4 separate regions of the Mus musculus genome follow, and all the other regions are linked to region 1. The links are chromatin contacts, called in public HiChIP or PLAC-seq maps. All regions are on one chromosome and are shown on one strand. The core of a region is the stretch at or near the end of the contact, and the rest is flanking DNA. Distances in the headings are between cores, read along the strand shown. Region 1 holds the start of Tll1 (tolloid-like). Region 2 has its middle 55 kb from the start of Gm35521. Region 3 has its middle 78 kb from the start of Gm35521. Region 4 has its middle 18 kb from the start of Gm35521.

Evidence for each region. HiChIP or PLAC-seq counts read pairs in DNA pulled down with a chosen protein or histone mark.
Region 2: an H3K27ac HiChIP or PLAC-seq map of embryonic stem cells shows a contact between it and region 1, with 2.6 times the contacts expected there. The contact joins the enhancer-like site here to the promoter of Tll1 in region 1. A contact is called at or near these places in 3 of 39 promoter capture datasets (the 3T3-L1 cell line, frontonasal cranial neural crest and liver), 5 of 484 Hi-C or Micro-C datasets (embryonic stem cells, nephron progenitors and uterus), 7 of 115 datasets of contacts at active chromatin or transcription factors (all in embryonic stem cells) and 1 of 9 other capture datasets (pancreatic islet).
Region 3: a contact with region 1 is called in an H3K27ac HiChIP or PLAC-seq map of embryonic stem cells, with 8 read pairs. The contact joins the enhancer-like site here to the promoter of Tll1 in region 1. A contact is called at or near these places in 3 of 39 promoter capture datasets (the 3T3-L1 cell line, embryonic stem cells and liver), 7 of 484 Hi-C or Micro-C datasets (brain, cerebellar granule neurons, cerebellum and 2 more), 5 of 115 datasets of contacts at active chromatin or transcription factors (embryonic forebrain and embryonic stem cells) and 2 of 9 other capture datasets (embryonic stem cells and pancreatic islet).
Region 4: a contact with region 1 is called in an H3K4me3 HiChIP or PLAC-seq map of embryonic limb bud, with 2.2 times the contacts expected there. The contact joins the enhancer-like site here to the promoter of Tll1 in region 1. A contact is called at or near these places in 4 of 39 promoter capture datasets (the 3T3-L1 cell line, cranial neural crest, embryonic stem cells and 1 more), 1 of 484 Hi-C or Micro-C datasets (3T3-L1-derived adipocytes), 9 of 115 datasets of contacts at active chromatin or transcription factors (embryonic forebrain, embryonic limb bud, embryonic stem cells and 3 more) and 3 of 9 other capture datasets (adipose tissue, embryonic stem cells and pancreatic islet).

What each region holds. Positions count from the first base shown.
Region 1 is chr8:64,204,664-64,207,363 of GRCm38.p6, forward strand. Tll1 (tolloid-like) reads right to left here and starts at 1,345. Exons shown (of 21, transcript NM_009390.3): 1 at 552-1,345. The coding sequence starts at 720.
Region 2 is chr8:64,364,944-64,367,643 of GRCm38.p6, forward strand. No RefSeq gene overlaps it. Among named protein-coding and RNA genes, the nearest start is that of Gm35521, 55 kb to the right of the region's middle. Within about 2 kb of position 1,443, at least 7 of the 459 cell types and tissues checked have an H3K27ac peak or open chromatin away from gene starts, as enhancers often do. A contact at or near this core is called in embryonic stem cells, where this site is marked.
Region 3 is chr8:64,341,298-64,343,997 of GRCm38.p6, forward strand. No RefSeq gene overlaps it. Among named protein-coding and RNA genes, the nearest start is that of Gm35521, 78 kb to the right of the region's middle. Within about 2 kb of position 1,419, at least 4 of the 459 cell types and tissues checked have an H3K27ac peak or open chromatin away from gene starts, as enhancers often do. A contact at or near this core is called in embryonic stem cells, where this site is marked.
Region 4 is chr8:64,437,284-64,439,983 of GRCm38.p6, forward strand. No RefSeq gene overlaps it. Among named protein-coding and RNA genes, the nearest start is that of Gm35521, 18 kb to the left of the region's middle. Within about 2 kb of position 1,413, at least 5 of the 459 cell types and tissues checked have an H3K27ac peak or open chromatin away from gene starts, as enhancers often do. A contact at or near this core is called in embryonic limb bud, where this site is marked.

The DNA of each region.
Region 1 (2,700 bases), core at 95-2,594:
AACTGAGTTCTTTTAAGGTTGTCACAACACCCTTCTGGTCTGGAACTCACACTTAAACTCTTGGTAAAACAAGGAGTGTCCAGAGGCAGAGATGCCATCTCCACCCACCTTTTGGAAAACTCTGCCTACTCGGATATGAACAAACTCTGGGAAACCTCGTCCTGGAACAGCGGAGGTCTTGTCCCTTCCTGGTGCATTGAACCCGCTGCGTGCTGGCATTTAAAACCCACAGAAGCCAGCTGTGTTTATGACTTGTTTAATTTCACAGGGGATGGGGGAGGGATCAGAAACTACAGGACGGGACGTTTGCCTTAAGCGATGGGGGACCAGTGCTTGGCATCTGATCCTACTAGCACAGAACTCCAGGGAACTTGGGCCGCCGCGCAGGGTGGAGAGCCGGGAGGAAAAAGGAGAGGGAGAGAGGAGGGGCAACGATGGAGGGGCTGAGCAGGAGAGAAGGAAACAGGTGAGCTCTCATTGCCTCTTGAAGGAGATTCCAACGTCTTGGTCCCCAGCAGCGCACCACAGTCCCAACTTAGACAGGCACTTACCAGCTTTGCACGGGTCCTTGTAATCTATAGGCTCCGTTTTGTCCTCTTCGTTCCCATCAAAAGTGTAATCATAATCGAGGCCAGCGCAGACCCACAGCACCCGGGAGAAAACAATACCCGAGACCACCAACCACAGGAGCATCCTCGGGGAGAGCGCTTGCAAACCCATCCTCCTCCCCTAGAGGAAAAGGAGGGGACCAGACCCGGAGGGCCGCGTGGATATGCGGGGCTCTAGGGACAGTGTTCTTATCCCGACTGGGAAGCTCCTCGGAAAGACCTGAATGTTCAGGTGTCCGGAGACATGCGGATGTCTTCAGGACGCTAGAGAGGGCAAATGTCTCCCTGTCTCCCCCGGATGCTGGGGAACTTGGCCGGGGGCCCGCGGGTGGGCGGAAGGCAGGTGAGGAGCTCGGCGCAGGGCAGCCGCAGCCAACCCGGCTCGGTCTAGGTCGTCCTTCCAGCGGTCGAACTTCCCGCGATCACGACCGGCCGCGGCGAGAGGCGCACGGCGGGCTCAGCTGCCACCGGAGCTCCGGCTCCCGCGCCGCGCCCCCGCCGCTGTCAGGACCCCGCGGCCGAGAGCGAGCTGCAGCCGCCTGCGCCCGCCGCTGCCACCGCCGCTGCTCGGGGAAGATGAATCCGGTCTGCACATCAGCACATCTGAACTGAAAGGGGAGACCGAGGAAGGGGGTGGGGGATAGGCATTTCTACGCCGCCAGACCTTAAAAGCCTGCCGAAGCTAGGGAAGCTCCCGACTGCCCGGAGAGCAAAGGGGTGTGAGGATTTGGAGTGCCTCTTTCCCCCCCTCTAGGCTGTCTTTTTACCCTCTTCCTAACTTGAAAAAAAAAAAAATCTTCGCAGCATCTAACCCAATCACTCGCATCCTGCTTACTTATTCATACAATCAGGGTCAGGATCCGGGCCACAGCCTCCTCTCTGACTTCGTTTGATAGCCTTATACAAACAAACAGACACGAGCGCGCTGACATTTCCATTTCTATTTTACTAAAGATAAAAAACCGAATGCATTCCGCATTTGCGTCCACGAACAGCAATTAATAGATGAGGTACGTGTCAGTGCAGAGCGCCAGACCGGGGGTGGCGCGAGGGATCGTGACAACTTCGCTGCAAATCTCTCTATCTTGCCCCCACCCCACCCCCAGATAAATAGGCGATGTGTGTTTCTTTCCCTTGCTGCTGTTTAACCTTCCTACCTCAAGAGTGGAAGGAAAAGTATCTGACCTTTCTCTGTTTGGGTAAGAAAACAGGCATCTGTGCAAAGGCAGTCTCCTAACCAACAAAGTTTTACTAAGAACTAGAGAAATTAATTTTTTTTAAAAAAAATCGAGTTCCAGATCGCACCAGCAGGAAACGCTAAGCCCTCGCTGATGGGCTGGAGCTAGGGCTCACGTGGGCGCAGGAAGGGAAGTTGGAATACTCGCCTCGCAAATTTTCTGACAGTTCTGGCGCCCATGCCCAGCGCCTCCTAGTACCCTTCGGCTTCACTTGTTTGATTTCCTCCCTAGGACAGGGTGTAAGAGCCGGCAGCTGGATCAGAGAGGTAAACCACTCCTCAGCCTAGCAGACTCAAGACAAACACAGGTTGTGGGAAATTGGGGAAGGGAAAAAAAAATCAGAGGAAATCTCTGCAAAAAAGCCCCTGGTGTGAGCAATTCCGAGGTTTCCCCACATCTGTAAGTAGTTTCCAAAATAGGTGAGACGACTTCCCCCACCCCCAAGCTTCCGGGAGCCCAGAGAGCTGAGAGCTTTCCTTTTCTAACAATATCTTTTACTGTCACTTTAGCAGGGACTGTCTTCTGGTGCCTTTGTATCTTTATTAGAGGAACCCATCTCTATTCCAAGTAGCCATTTAGGCAAAAGTAAGGAGCCAGGGAGCCATGAATATCGGAATCCTCTGTCTGTCTGTCTGTCTGTCTGTCTGTCTGTCTGTCTGTCTTTGCCTATCTGTCTCTCTTAGGATAGGAAAAAACCACCTTTGGCTTGGAGATGCGACTACTCTATACTTGCTGCAGAAAAGCAAGCAGATAATCTGGACAACATACTGTTTTCTACTTGAAGGAAAAGGGTAGGAGGTAGACTGGAGGTGATTGTTTCTCGCTTGGCAAAGTTGGAGTTTCTTGATGACCAC
Region 2 (2,700 bases), core at 193-2,692, 160 kb after region 1:
AATAAAAACTATCGCTGGGCGTTGGTGGCGCACGCCTTTAATCCCAGCACTTGGGAGGCAGAGGCAGGCGGATTTCTGAGTTCGAGGCCAGCCTGGTCTACAAAGTGAGTTCCAGGACAGCCAGGGCTATACAGAGAAACACTGTCTCAAAAAACAAAAAACAAAACAAAACCAAAAAAAAAGCTATTATCTAAAAGACAGAAGTAGAAGGCTGGAGACAGGGCTCAGCAGTTAACAGCACTGGCTGCTCTTCCAGAGGACCTAGGCTCCATTCCTAACACCTTGTGTGACTCCAGGTCCTGAAGATAAAACACTCTCTTGGCCATACTCAGTCAAAACACCCATACACGCTAAAAGCCAGAAGAAGGAACGTGCTGGCGGGATTGAGAAGGAAACTGAACCCTTGCCCTCTGCGGCTGCTGATGCAAATGAATATCCCAATTGTGGATAAAATATTGAGATGCCTTTAGAACTTAAAAACAGAACCTCGGTGTGAACAAGCAATCCTGCTCTAGATAACATCTCCAAAAGAGATGAAACGGGGATGGCAAAGGACACCTGCACTTCCAGGGTCAGTGCAGCCATGTTTGCAGTAGCCTTCCCAGGGCTGGATCATGATTTTCCCTTAGAGAAAATTTCCAAAAAGCGTCACGACTTCATTTTTCTTTACAGCTAAATGCTGATGCATCTGTGGATGTACCACATGCTCCGTATTTATTCGGCTGTTGAAAATTTGTTTGTTTGTTGTTTCCTTTTGCTTTTTTAGAGCCAACATGTAAAAGGGAGGCTGCTGGCTCCACTTGTTCCTTGACAGAGGATGTTTTCTTTCCGCCATCACCCAGGTGTCTAAAATTGCTTCTGCAGCACGCGAGGCACCCAATGCTTCCTAATTAACATCTGACTTTTTTTTTTTCAACATTGGGAGGAAGGAAGAAAGAGAGAGGAGGTGAGAAGAGAAAGAGTGAGGGGAAAAAGACAGAGAGGGAGAGGAGGGAAGAGAGGGACTGAAAGATAAACAGAGAGAGAGAAAGAGAGAGAGAGATCGCAGAGAGACCCCAGACAAATAAAAGCAAACGTAACCCTGACATTTTAAACATATTAAACATAACTGGGAGCTTCTTCTCGTGACCCACACAGACAAAGGCGTTTATTTTGAGGGGCATTGTTAAGTGCACAATCTATGCCAACTTATGGTCCTGATAATATTGATGTTTTCACTTCCTGTTTTTCTTGAAACAAATTACTTCACACTTAGTGGATTAAGAAACAAAAACAAAAATAAAAATAAAAAAAAAGCACTTATTGACTGGGGTTAAATTGAGATGACGCTGACACCACTCCTACTGTGTGCTCTGGTGGGAGGGGGGGTTGGGGAGGGGTTTTCTGTCCTCTACCACCTTCCAGTTCTAGGGAGTTGACTCCTGGCTGCATCGCTCCACCCACTGCTTATACTTCCTTGTCAGCATGACCTCTGACCTCTTCTCAGGACCACTGTGATCAACCAGATCCTATGTGGAAGAGCAGGGATAGCCTCCGATTACCATATTCTTCACTCCCTCAAACAAAACGTATGTTCTATGTCCGTAATCATATGAACATGATCGCAGACTCCAGGGGTTAGGGTGCAACTGTCTGTAAAGGAGTCATTTTTCTGTCTGCCGCAACTGATGAGGCGCTGTCCTTCTCAGGAGTTATCTTGAGGTGAAATTTAACCAGATACTTCTATGCCTGAGATTCTTGCCTGGAGAAACAAAGAAAGCCAAGAAGGCATGCTGAGATCTGGCCGAGGTCACTTCGGCCCAAATGACAGTACTTCATCTCACCTGCCATATTCAGAAATCCCTGAACAAGGGCTCTGCTGGAAAACTCTGAAGTTTCAGTTTTGAGGTTAGCTTCAATTCCTAGCCCTCCTAAAACAAGCCATTTACCATTTCAATTGAGAGTAAAGCTAGCCTGACTTTCTACAAATAATAATAATAGCTCTCAAGTTGCCCAGCCAGGTAAATATTTCATCCGCTCCTTCTGTTCTTAAACAAATGTAAATCAATAGGTTCTCTGTACAAACGACACGGTCGTTTGTATAACTAATCACATGGCTGCACCTGACTGTAACAATAGACACGGGGTCACTTTCAAAGCGCTTTGTTCCATTGAGGGTGGGAGCGGTGGTGTTGGCATTCACAGTGGAGCGGTACCCGGTAGGCTCTGAATTATATATTAACAGTTGACTTCAGTTTCGAAAGTCACTGCTAATGTGCTCCTAATTTCAACTTGTCAATAATAGGAGCAGAACTCAAGTTCAGCCCTGGTTGGAATTAGCAGGATTTATATTAACCTCCCCAGAGGAAGTGACAGAAACAGGTAGAATAAATGCTCCTGAAGAAAACGTGACTCATGTGGAAGTTTATAATTAAATTCTGGCCCAAGCATATCAAACACCCTCACTAATGAGAGCTGGAGAGAAGATTAGTTTCCAGAGAGACACACTGTATAACAAACACAGCTGTTACCTAGGTTTACCCCTAAAATATAGTGAATAAAATGGTCTCACATTGATAAGATCTTTCCATCTAACCACTGATTTTCCTTCTTATTAGGAAAAGGAAAGCAACATCCTTGCAAGAGATCAACATTTAGTGAAATATTTACGTGGTTCGTTAACTTAACAAATAATTATGGAGGACTGAATGTGTCCCGCGC
Region 3 (2,700 bases), core at 169-2,668, 140 kb after region 1:
GAGGCTTAATTTCCTCTTCAGTGAAGCTAGAAAAATTATAGTATCTCTCTGCCTCATAAATTGCTGTGAGGATTAGGTGAGTTAATGTGCATACAGCTTAGAACAGTGCTTAGCATGAAACAAAAATACCCAATAAATGTTAGTGATGACACACAGAACTCAGAGGATCAGCTTGGTATCATGACTGGTAAAGAATCTAGATATTCAGTTTCAACATCCAACAGTGAGCACTTATATACCTGTGCAATGTAGGCAGCTCGCACGTGCCATCTTGTTAATCTTCATGGTAACTCTATAAAGTTGCTTCCATTATTCATGCAACGACACTGCATTCTTCAAAGTAAACTGACCTTCCAAAGTCATGTGTACTTCAAAAGAGAACCAAGGTGACAGAGGAGAGGGAGGGCGCTCCCTGGGTTTACTCTTTGCTTATATTCTGAATTGGGAAAATGAAAGGGGCAAAAAAAACATGCCATTTTCCAACAATTTCCCCCTCCTTCAATTGCAAATGTTTCTCTTCATTAATTCAACAACATTTTCACAGCTGAGAAAGACATTCTGTGAGCTGCCATCCCTAAACAGTGTGGTTTTAGATAAGTAATGAGACCAGTGTGGCAAGTAGTAAGCTATTGTCTCTTGTCTCTAAAGGGTGTTCTAGCACACTCAGCTTTGGCACTCAGCTTTGGCATGTTGTGATGGGGATCCTACAAACTATAGGTCCAGCACAGTAGAGAAACAATATAGTACCAGTGGTGTTGATGATCAGCAATCCCAGTGGTAGAGAGTGCCTGTTACCAGGTGGCAGAAGACAATGACATACAAAGGTAAAACCTCATTGGCCCCATGGAGAACTGGCTACATACTCACCTCTCCCATAGAATGCTCTGGGTACCTGTGTTCTGAAGTGTCAATCAAGGTGCAACTTGCCCACATCAGACTCCTCCCTGCCCTTACAATCTCAAAGTATGGCCACTTCTGACCTACAGCTTATTTTACAGAAGACCAGAGAAATGAGAAAGTGCATGCAGTCTGGATCTATCTATCTATCTATCTATCTATCTATCTATCTATCTATCTATCTATCTATCTATCTATGGTGAGTAGGACTAAAAGTAGGGACTGGAGTGTTCTCAGCCCAATGGCTCCCTGTGTTGTGCCAGAAGGAGCAGTACAAGGATTATAAAAGACTAAGGGGAGGGAAAGAGACATGCTTCTTGAGGCTGGGCTTTCTATTGGCTTCTGTGTCTTGAAGTCCACTCCAGAGTTGCTTTCTCACTCTGCAGGTAGCAATGCCCTCAGGCAGTGACAGGTGGACCCAGTTGGCCATTGTTCCAATAATTACAGAACCAGACTCCAGACATTTCACCTCAGAAGCATCAACCTTGCCTGGGAGGTTAGCTTCTCAGAGATCTGGGTTTAAAGTCAGATCCCAGGGCTCTGCCAGACACTGGGGTGCTAAGTGAGAAGTCTAGGCATTGCCTCTTTGTTTGTAACAGATGCTTCCTGCAGCTGGAACTTCTCTGGTCTCTGAGAGTTCTTTTCTTACCTGGCCATATGCCCAGTTAATAACACTGCATTTTAGTGACTAATTACTCAGGTACCTAGTTGGTAACCAGGGCTGAACAAGAAGATATGAACATGTTTTTACACTGTTTCACACATAAGCTTCATGCCTCTGTAGTATTTGGGTTGTGTTTTTAAAGTAAATTTCCAGATGTAGAGTTTTATCAAGTTAGAGACTTTGCCTGTTTTAAGATTGGTTTTAAATATTTATATTTCATGCTTATTTACAAAAAATGCATGGCAAATAGCTTTTTAAGTTTGTCAACTATTTTCTCCAAGTAGTATGAGGGAATATTTATATCACATTTCTATAACCATTCAGTTATATTCTTCATAAATGCATATATTCTTCATAAATATATACATAAAGTTCTGTTGTGGTTCTGTTTAATTTACTTACAGTATATGAGCAGCACCCTGTGTTTGTGAACTACCATGTTTCCTATGTGGACAAATTGAACTTAGAGACTGGGACTTAGAACTGGAAGTCCTAATGCTGGCTGTCTATAGTCTAGTATGCTTAATATTTAAAGTTCTGCTGAAAATAGGAATAAGATTCTTGGGGATGTTCATTTTGCTTCTAGCTCTTGGACCTCCAGAGACCAACAATTGTCATTCAGACATGGGTCCAAAGATACTATCAACAAAATTAGTCTTATAGGTTAACAGTATAGATTGTTAATAAGTAGTCACTACTTGATTTGGAATGGCAGCTATTTATTTTCTGCTAGTACTAATGAATTCGGGATCTTGATTGGATTACAAATAGAAAAGTCTTTAACAGAGAGAATTCAATCGATCCAAGCTCAAGTCTTCACCGGGTTTCTTGATACATCACTGTTGTGGATAACCCTGAGGCTAATTATATTTGATGTTAATTCTGTTCTCCTGCGAGTGGCTTCGAACAAGGAGTGAGTCAGCACTCTGGTGATTTCCAGTAAACCTGCTTTCCACCTTAATTTGTAAAATAAAGAAGAGCAGATGAATGGGGCAGATAAAAGAGAAGGTGGAGCAGAATGTGGGGGGAGAGAAAGAAAAAATGGAAGAAGGAGAGGATGCAGAGGAAGAGGAAGAGGAAGAAAAGTGGAACAGAAGCACACGGCCTGGAGAAACCACAATTTCTACGGGGTCTCATAG
Region 4 (2,700 bases), core at 163-2,662, 230 kb after region 1:
AGAGTTAATAACTGTCAGTTTTCCCAGAAACAAAACTGACAACAGAGGTACACTGTGTTCTTTCCTTTGGACTTTCTTTCCTGTCAGATCTGGATCATTACCCTTGATTAATACAGGCTTCTAAATCAATAATCATTCACGACAAGTGTAATTCGTTGTTCATAAAGCATTTCATCATAGGGTTTAACACATGTAAGATTTCAACAACCCTCACATGTGGAGGTAATCGTTTCCTCCAGACCAATGTCCCTTGTCAAGTTCATTTTCCTTGAAAACTTTTTAAACTGGATGCTTGCAAAAGATTTACTTCTCAAAGAGAAAATTAAGAAGCATTAAATGATGCCATCTAACTAAAGAATAACACTGGAATAAGGCTGGAGTGTGTGTATGTGTGTGTGTAAATATGCACAAGACAGAAAGAGAGGTATGGAGAAATAAGAAAATTACAGCTTTACATTACTTTAATGGTATGTGAATGTGAACTTGTAGTGAGATGAATCTGATAGACAAAGGATAGACATAAAAGGACAGAAGAGACTCTGCCCAAAAGGTGAACCAACCAGCTGTGGGAGACCAAATAATTCCCTCCGATCATTGGCAGTTTTCAGATAGATTTAAAAGCAACTGTATCAAAGCATGCTAAATGACTTTGATAACCAAGGACAGATTGCAACATTCCATGAGCAAGCTAGGCTTGCCTGCCCACACTCCTTGGAGACCTTATCACAACAGCACCCAAGTATGTTCCTTATAAACACTTTACCCTCAGCCAGTCACCCCAGGCTGTCATCTCGGAAGGCAAAACTGACTGGCTTCTTTTGCATTCACAACTCACAAGAACACCAAAGCAGCTACTTTAGTAAGGGACTGACTACAGGCCTGAGTGGGTATCCATCCTTTTCTTTTCTATGTCTGTCCCCTCCTGGTCCCTCTGAACAGCAAGCATGCACACATATCAACAATCATCCTACAACCATAAGAACTTATAAGGAACTAGTTATTTGTTATGTTTATTTAAACACTAAAATCAAAAGAAATATGATGCAAAACATCAAATGTGATGTTTATATACATAAATGCTTTTAAAGGATATTAAAATCTTGACCACACCACTACTTTAGCTTTGATTTATAAATAAATAAAAGAAACATAGTTAAATTTCAAAAAAATACCTACAATTAAGTCTATAATTACTGCATGTGTAGCCTTAAATTAAATAAGACTAATGTTGTTCCGTGGGTTAAATAAATGCTAATATTGTACCGTGAATTATGTAATGCTAATTAGTTGTCAAAAGCAATGTTTCTGAATCTTCTCACAGCCTAGTACAATGTGTCTAGCATATATAAAGTGACCAGGGGTGGGGTCTGGAAAACTAGCAAGCTAAAACAAAGCCAGATGTGAGTGCAATGATCCCAGTGTGAGCGGCTGCTGTAGTCCCTTGTGTTTCCCAGCTGCTTCACGTGGGAGGGAACCGGTGCACTTGGGCTGTAGAAACCACCCAATGCAAGGAGATTTCTCATTTGTTGTCCTTGTTCATTTAATCCTAATTCTACAGTCCTTTGGTTACAAACATGCAGCATGCATGCCTACTTTCTTGTTGGGTTCTGTAGATCAAACCGTGGTCCCCAAGTTTGCATTTGCCAAGCTATCTCCCTGGCGCTGGAAGTTTTTGTTTATAAGTGAAAAGTGGATAGGAAATTCCTTTTCCCATTTAATAAAGCCATCGGGGAAACTAGTGAACTGTCAGAAACATTTTCAGAAAAAGTATTTGCAAGGGATTTTTCTAACCACCGGATTGTAGACTTAAAAGGAGCCATTATTGGTAAAGTTCCCTTCATTGACCTCTCTGTCTTACTTGCTCTGTAACACAGAAATGATAATAACTCCAACTGCTTAAGGTTGTTCTGAAGAGTAAAGGTTTAGTCCATACCTGTGTACGCATGCAAGGGCGCAAACGTGTGTTTGTGTGCATGTGCACACGCACTCAAACACACACACCTCAAAATTCGTAATTAGTAACTTTCCTTTAAAGAAATAATCCAGAGTGCCAACATAGTGTGGTATATCTGCAACCAAGTGAAGTATTTCTGTGCAGCTGTCCTATTCATCTTTAGTAGGCTAAGCGACTTCAACACACTGTCACCTGCCTGGGACTCAGATAGCATCTGGCCTTGCTGCTACCTGAGATGGAAACAAACCTTTTATACCACAGACTCATAGACAAAGGACTACAGAGGCGCACGTGGGGACGCTGACAGAGAATCTGAATTCAGTGTGAGTCTTCAGTTGTTACATTTCAGTCCTCTTACCATGAAACTAACAACCGACAGTCACCCCACCGCACCCCACCTTTCCTCCTTTCTCTGTTGCTTCCCCTCTTCCCTTTCAACACATACCTAACCAGGGTGTTTATTTCTAAAGCACACTTTCATACAGGGAGATCGTTTGAGTAGCACTCACAATTTATTTCCCAAGAACAGGCCAGTAAGGCTCTTAACAGTGTAAATTTGTGATGTTATACAATGTATTGTGGCCAAAAACTACAGCCTTCTGCATAAGGCTACCCCACTGTACATTGAATAACTCAGAAACTAAGTTTATTTAGCACATAAATGGCACTCTTTCTACTGGTTGCCATCATTGTCATAACTTTAACAATGAAAATTCTGTAAATAGACTTAATGTAAAAAAAAAAAA